Linked DNA regions of Mus musculus: region 1 is linked to region 2. The links are chromatin contacts, called in public promoter capture Hi-C maps. All regions are on one chromosome and are shown on one strand. Each heading gives the region's core, a stretch centred on a gene start, on an enhancer-like site or on the middle of the called end of the contact. The rest is flanking DNA. Distances are from core to core; before and after follow the strand shown. Region 1 holds the start of Pgghg (protein glucosylgalactosylhydroxylysine glucosidase). Region 2 holds the start of Mob2 (MOB kinase activator 2).

Region 1 (3,713 bases), core at 168-2,667, 1.1 Mb after region 2:
TTCATGTTTTTTTTTTTCTTCTTCTTCTTCCTTAAATTAAAGGCTATGTGTTTACATATTTTTGTGATGCATCTTGATGTGTACTGGAGGCTGAGCTCCAACTCTCCGTCTTCCCGCCTCAACCTTCCCAGTACCAGTGCCAAGGTTACAGGCCTGAGGCACACATTGGTGGTTGTGGCCCCTTTCCCAGCTTCATGGACAAGTGAGGAGCAATAGGTTGGCACGGGTTGGTGACAGCTAACCTGTGTTGGTGTCCAGGGTAAAGGTCTCTGTCAGCTGTTCTGTCCCTGCAGGGGCCTCCAGCTGGACATTGAGGGGGCTGGGCAGACTGGCCCGGTGAGTGTCCCCGACAGCTCCATTGTACACACCGTTTATATGGATGGTGTCATGATACACACGTGTACCTAGGTATGAGTTCGTTACAGTGGCCCAGAGCCTGGGGTCACTGGGCAGACAACGGGCACTGAATATGGTCGGGTCATCTTCAGAGCCGTCCATGGAAAGCTGCCTCAGCCCAGACGGCCTGGAGGAGACAGTTAACAGTGACTAGCTGGACTTTCCTCCACACGCACACTCACAGTAAACCCTCAAACTTGGCCAATCCCCACAGGCGGTGAGGGGAGTCGGGGGCTAGCTGCGTAGCTACCCTAAGTAAGGGTTGCGGGCGCCAAGAACATTCTTAAATTAAGAAGACTGCCAGGAGCCCAAGTGAATCTGTAAACAAGTTCTCTCAGCACCCACCGCCGACCTCCCTCTTGTGAGCTCCTGAGCCAGCTTCCTTAAGTAAGAACTGCTGAGGTAGGAATCAGGGAGTTCTTCGCGGGCCCTAAATCCTCAGGGAGGGTGAGGCCGGACGGTGGAGGAAGAGGAACCCGGAGATTTGGAGAGGGACAGCAAGGAGAGGCGTTGGGATTGGGGAGGAGGGACCGGATGGGGTGGATGACGACGATGGGGTGGGGTGGGGCCGCAACTGGGGAGTAGCGGGACTTGCCCAGGAAATGGAAAGAGGAAGCCCGTGTAGGGGTGGGGTGCGGAGAGGGGGATCGATCGCGAGTTGTCGGGAAGAGAGACTAGGGAATAAAGGGACGAAAAAGAGTTCAGAGTACTCAGTGAAAGAGGGTGAGGGCGGGCTGGAGAAGAGTGTGGGCTGTTTTTGTAACTCACCGCTGCCCTCTCCACTCAGTGCGGGGATCCGGGTGTAAGAAGGCTCTGTGGGTGCGAGCTGCCCCTGGCGGTAGGAAGAAGAAGCGGCCCTGCCGCGTGGCAGGTGGGCGGGTCTGAGTTTAGGCGGGACCTGGGAAACTGTCATGGTTTTGGGGAAGAGACCACGCAATAGGACTAGGGGTTAGTTGAGCTTTGGCTCTAAGATGTATGCAAGGCTGGGACAGACCTGAGATACCACTCTACAGTGACGTTTAGTGACTAGAAAGGACCCTGGCTATTTAAGGAACAGGATGCTTGTAAGAAAAGCCTACCTCATGCAAACCTGAAAGAAGTGGGTGCTGTGTAAAAGTTCCACAGCCGAATGCTTTTCAGACTTTCCCCTTAGCTCACGGGACCTTTCCTATTTAGGGAAATTATTTCATTTTTATGTTTTATCCTATTTTTGAGTGGTTGGCCTGACTCTTGGTATGCAAACCCAGCTGTCCTCAAACTCACAGAGCTCCAACCTACTTCTGCCTCTTCAGTGTTAGGGTTAAAGACGTGCACACTACACTGAGCAGTATTTATTTATTTTGATTTAATTAAAATATAATTACACCATTTCCTCCTACTCCTCCCATGTATGTCCCACCCACATTCACAGGACCTCTTTTTTTGGGGGGGGGGGTTCCAGACAGGGTTTCTCTGTGTAGCCCTGGCTGTCCTGGAACTCACTCTGTAGACCAGGCTGTCCTCAAACTCAGAAATTCACCTGCCTCTACCTCCCAAGTGCTGGGATTAAAGGAGTGCGCCACCACTGCCAGGCACAGGACCTCTTTTTTTGGAAGAGTTTCTTTTTTCTTTTCTTCTTCTTTTTTTTAAATGTGTGCTTTTTATGTAAATGAGTGCTCTATCTGCACGTCCACTTCCATGTTAGAAGAGGGCATCAGAACTTATTGCAGATGATTGTAAGCCACCATGTGGTTGCTGGGATTTGAACTCAGGACCTTCAGAAGAACAGCCAGTGCTCTTAACCACTGAGCCATCTCTCCAACCCCTGGGACTCTTTTTAAACCATTGTTGTTACATATACATATAAGGAATAAATAGATAAACACCACCTGTGAGTCTGTTCAGTGTTGCATTTGAGTATATGTTTATGGGGTTGCATTTGAGTATATGTTTATGGGGCTGACCACTTGGTACTGGAACACCAATAGGAGGTGTAAACCAGAACAGGTGCCAGGTTGATGTTAAAGAGCCACATTGTTACACATTGTTATTAAGTCTCCTACAAGAATCCGTTTCTGTTTCTTAAGCCTGATGCATCCTGCAAACCTTGCTTTCCAACCTGTGCTGAACTTGTGACTCCATCATGTGTGCCTACCCCTTTGCCTTGCTAAACTCCCGAACCTGTGATACGACTATCCTTTTGCCTTATGAAAATGTCTTCCTAGATACCTTGATGACTCCCTTTCCACGTGATGTTTTCTTGCACTTATTTTTATTGCCTCCTTTCTAACAGCCAATTATCGCGACATCTGTTTTCTATCAGCCCTAACCTTTCTCCATAAAAGGAACCTCAAAAGCCAGTGAGGGGCTGCTCTCTGAAATCCTGACTTTAGGAGAGACAGCCAGCTGGCCAGTTGTAAATACAGCTTGCTTTAATCAGACACTCAGGAATTGTTTGTTTCCATCCCTACCACCCCTCCTCCTTCCCCAGGTCTAAAAGAGGCTCATCCCCGGGGAAGACTAATTCTCCCTCCTTCTGCAATAGTTAATTGATTGTAGCTCTTCATCTAGGGGAGGGGCCCCATGAGCTTTCCCTAGCTAGCTGGCTTCCACTAGGCTCCTCCCAGGGACCTAGCAAAGGCCAGCGCTGCTAGGTGATGGACTGCTCTCTTGCTCTCCCTCGCTCTCCCCCTCTCCCCTCTCCTCCCCCTCCCCCTCGGCTCCCGCTCCCTCTCTCCTTTCTGTCCCTCTCTGCGCCCACTGCCCCCTCCCCCATGGCTCTGCCCTGGTCTGTCTGCCTGTCCACTTGTCTGTCTTTACCCCTGCTCCGGGTCCTCACTCCTCTTCCTTTCCCCAGGAAACCTCTTTTACACCAGATCTGTTGCATGGCATAATTACACACGGGCATACCTTGGCATGGGCCCACTATATACCACCTCCTGGCATTATATATACTTCAGTTGTTGTTGAAAGTGTGCAGTCTTTAGGCATCTGTAATTGTTCAGATTTCCTGGGTGTAGCTTCCCCAACACAGCATGAATGCATAATTTCACAGAAGATAGCTTGGTCATCAGGCTCTTACAAGCCCCTCCCTGGCCCTGTTCCTTGATGTATCCTGAGCCTTAAGTGCAGGAGTTATGCTATAAATATATCCGTTGGGGCTGTCCATCCAGCAGTTACCCTCTGCATTTTGACAAGTTGTGGCTTTCCAAAATGTCCTCCTCTTGTCAGGTGCCAAGAAGTTCCATTTCCCAAAGTCTGGCACATAGACAAAAGCCAATATTCTTACAGTCCTTGCTTGCTAAAGGGAGGACTTACTTGGATAAAAGGGACCTCTG
Region 2 (3,754 bases), core at 77-2,576:
CTCCTGATATGGTCTTGACTTGGGACTTTTCCCTCTCCAGATCTTTCATTATTATTTCAGTTTCATCTCAGGTATTTTTTGCTGATAAAACTGCAACCCCACCCACTCCCAGTGCCTGACTGTTCATGCTATAAAGAAGGAATGGACTGGACATTTCCCAGCATCCTGGAATGGTTCTTTGGGGAAGGTGAATCCCATTTCAAGTATATGACAGCTGTATTACAGCAGGCAGTTGGCCTGAAGGTGTTATCTGTCTGGTGCCTGATATTCATGACACTCTATTGAAGACACTAGTGAGTTAGGTTGTTGTGATCCTTCTGCTCAACTGTGTGCTCCTGCAAGCATCTCTCCAGTGTAGAGAATAGAGAGTCAGCCTTTCAAAAAGTATTCAATGAGTTCCTAGTACTGGTCAGGCTCTGGAAAGAGCGGACAATAGGAGAGATACCCTGGATCATGAAGAGACTTACTCGCTGGAGAGAAGTATCCTGGATAATAGAGGCTCACCCAGGAGCCAGAGGGTACAGCACATAGAGGAAGGGAACAGATGGGGATTGAAGGGGACAATCATGTCCACTGGGGCGGGCAGCTGGGATGCAAATGAACGGCCAGCAAAGCTAAGGGACACAGAAGAGGCAAGTGTGGTCAGAACAGTTCTGGCAGAGGCACTAGGTGTGGGCAAAAGATGATAACAGTGGGAAGATGGACATCAGGAGGGATGTAAGCAGCAAGGGGTGAGGCACTGCAGAGGAAAGGAACACATCCTGCAGAGCAGAGGAACTCCGATGTTCCAGCCTGGGGGGTCTGGATACTCCCAGGTCTGGGATACTGGGGTCAGGGATACTCAGGTCCCAGGAACTTCAGACTCCCACGGGTCTGTGCATTCCACAGATTCAGGCACGCTGGTGGTAAGGTTCACTCCTGGGGTCAAGGCACTCTATAGTGTCCTAACACTAGAGGTGTGCAACACCGGGGTCACTCTAGAGACACCGGGGGTGTGATACTCCAGGATCCAGGGCACTGCGCAATGACAGGCAGTTTGCGAGTCCGAGGCACTCTGGAGTTCCGGGCGTCTGGGTTTCTGGGGCCCTCTGAAGTTATTCTCACTCTGGTGATCCAGAAACTCTGGATGGTCTTCAGATACAGGATGCTCCTGGGTCTCGAAGCCCCGAGGTTGGCGATGGGGAAAGGTCCTGACACTCCAGAACAGGTACTCGGGACATCGCCGCAGGGGCCGCTGGGACTACGCGTCCCAGCAAGCCGTGCGCGCGTCACGTCCGGCAGCGGGCGGGAGCCATCGAGTGTTTACTTCCGGCCGCCGGCGGGGCTGAGGCCGAGCGAGGCGCGGGCTCCGCGCAGCCATGGACTGGCTCATGGGGTGAGTGGCGGAGGACGGCGTAGCGCGGCGCTGCGCGGGGCGGCGGCGAACGTAGGGAGCGTAGGGCGGCGGGCAGCGGGTTCCAGGAGGGGCCGGGGCACGGAAGGACGGCCAGCCGCTGCGGGGTGCTGGGAGGCCGGGCAGGCGGCCGGCCGGCCGGCCGGCGGGAGAGAGGCCCGGTCCCCGAGGCGCTGTCCCGAGAGGCCGCGGTCCCTCGCCGCGAATCGACGGGCCGCGAGTCGGGCACCTGGCACTGTCGGTCGTCGGTCTTCGCGGGGCCTGCGAAAGTTCTTCCGCCCAAGTGACTTTCTTCCAATTTACTTTTGAGGAGAGTGAGAGGCGGGCGCTCCTAGCCGCGCGCGCTCTCCCGGCGGCTCGGTTCTCGACCCTGTGGCGGTGTCCGCGGCCCTGCTGTGGGGTCCGTATAATCCTGCTGGACCACAGAGAGAGCCGGCCTTCGGCTTCGGCAGTACGAGGGCTGCGCGGGACTCTGGAGATAGAAGCGGGGAAGGCGGAGGAAAGTGTAGTGGTGGCACTGTCAGGACGTCTGAGGCTGTTTGACCTCCCAGTGCTGCAACCTAGGGAGACAGCGGACTAAGTGAGCAGCCCCAGGGATAATCAAGAGACTAAGGGAGGCCGGGAGCCACATAGTGCCACTCAGGACGTTAAGTGTGGGTGACACGGGGGACTAGGCGGAGGCTCATCTTATTTCTTCAAGAGGAAGCCCTGTCACTGGTTCCTATCTGCTTCCTAGCTATGTGGTCCTCTCTAGACTTTTTTGTAATGGATCGTCTGTCAGATGGAAGCTGTGAAATCTGCAGTACAGGTTTACTGAAGGGTTAACTGAGGTAAGGGCCAGCACATGTTTTGCATATGGTAAGCTTGGCAGATGTTATGTCCTGGCCTTTAACAAGGTCTCTGAAGCCCAGGGGTTTTAAGCATAGGACACATATTTGAAACCAGCCTATTCCAGACCATTCTTCCTTTGTGCACTTGTGGAGAGGGCCAGCACTTGACTATAACTTGGCCAAGGTATGGTTTCACTGCAAGTGAACTAGATCTGTCAGCTTGGTGACTGAGGAAGCTGACCACTGCTGTATGTGTAATTTTTCCAGGCTCATACCCATCCAGGTGCTTTTTGCTTGGAGGCTGACCAGAAGCCAGTCGTTAAACTCCTCTGTCCCTCTTTCATAGTATTACTATAAAAGTAGGAAGAATGGAAGTTGCAGAGTGAGCCTTCAGAGGACATCCCCCCGCGCCCCCCCCCCCCCATCTACTCCACTTTGTCTTCTGATCCCTGGTGAGAGCTGACAAAGTAGTCGGGAGTGAAGCCATTTTTTGCTTCAGAGTACCCACTGTTTGCTCAGGGCTGAAACTCTCTCTGTAATTAACCATTTAAGTAGTTTTTCTGTCTGGAAGAATAGGACAAATGTATCATCTTTTATTGTGTCTTGGTCTTGGTCTTTTTCTTAATTCAGACCATCCGATATCAATGAGGGGTTTGGAATGTTTCAAGGTTTGTTTGTTTGCTTGCTTATGTTAAAGTAAAGGTTTTGTTAATTACTTCATGTTGGGTGAACCCAAGTATGGGTGCAAGAGTAGAGGTCTCTTACAGAAATTGTTAGAGCCAACAGGGAGGTCTACAGAAGTTTAAGTGGAAAGCTACATCTTTCTCTTAGTTGGGTGAGGATCACGCTGGGACTTTGAGCATCTCACAGCCTTATCTTTTGTGTTCCAGCTGCTCAGGAGGAAGGGAGGCCCTGCAGGGAAGCATGCTTTGGATAACCAGAGCAGAATTTGGCACGTTGGGACTTGATGGTAAACCTGCTGGGACTTTTCTGGAGAATGTTGTAGGTGTGGCTCTTAGCCACCTCTTGTCCTGTAGGTTTCCTCTGCTTGGAGAAGCTTTGAGCTTGTTAAGCAGTATATATAGTCAGGCTCCCTTCATTCTTTATTAGAAAGGGTTACAATTTTTGTGTAGTGGGTGTTTGTTCTGTTATGGACAACCACGTGCAGGGTAACACCCAGGGGAAGCTGCTCAGGATTTGGAAGAGAGAACCCCAACATGTTATGGGATACTTTAGGCAACACTTGAATCTTTTCTGGGGTAAGCATTTAACCAGGAGGTCTGAGTGTAGTTTGAATTTTATCTAGCAGAAAGCACAGTCCAGAAGCCCCTTGGAGTCAAAAGAACATATTTTCTCCTCTTCCCACTGATGATAGTGAGTTTTCCCTCCTGCCTGGCCACCTTAACTGAACCTCTTCCCTCTCCAGTAGTCTCTCTCCAGCCTGCTACTGAGGCTCCCTTTCCGGGTGCACCTGACTCTTATGAAGCCTTTAGATCTCTCCAGTACAGGTAGAAAGAGATGAAACCTGGTG

The links. Capture Hi-C pulls out chosen DNA fragments and counts their contacts.
Region 1: a contact with region 2 is called in a promoter capture Hi-C map of liver, with 5 times the contacts expected there. The contact joins the promoter of Pgghg here to the promoter of Mob2 in region 2. A contact is called at or near these places in 1 of 39 promoter capture datasets (pre-B cells) and 1 of 9 other capture datasets (liver).

The regions. Positions count from the first base shown.
Region 1 is chr7:140,939,095-140,942,807 of GRCm38.p6, reverse strand. It overlaps Pgghg (protein glucosylgalactosylhydroxylysine glucosidase), which reads right to left and starts at 1,417. Exons shown (of 14, transcript NM_145387.5): 1 at 1,165-1,417; 2 at 243-523. The coding sequence starts at 498.
Region 2 is chr7:142,058,606-142,062,359 of GRCm38.p6, reverse strand. Mob2 (MOB kinase activator 2) reads left to right here and starts at 1,326. Exons shown (of 5, transcript NM_028308.2): 1 at 1,326-1,375. The coding sequence starts at 1,359.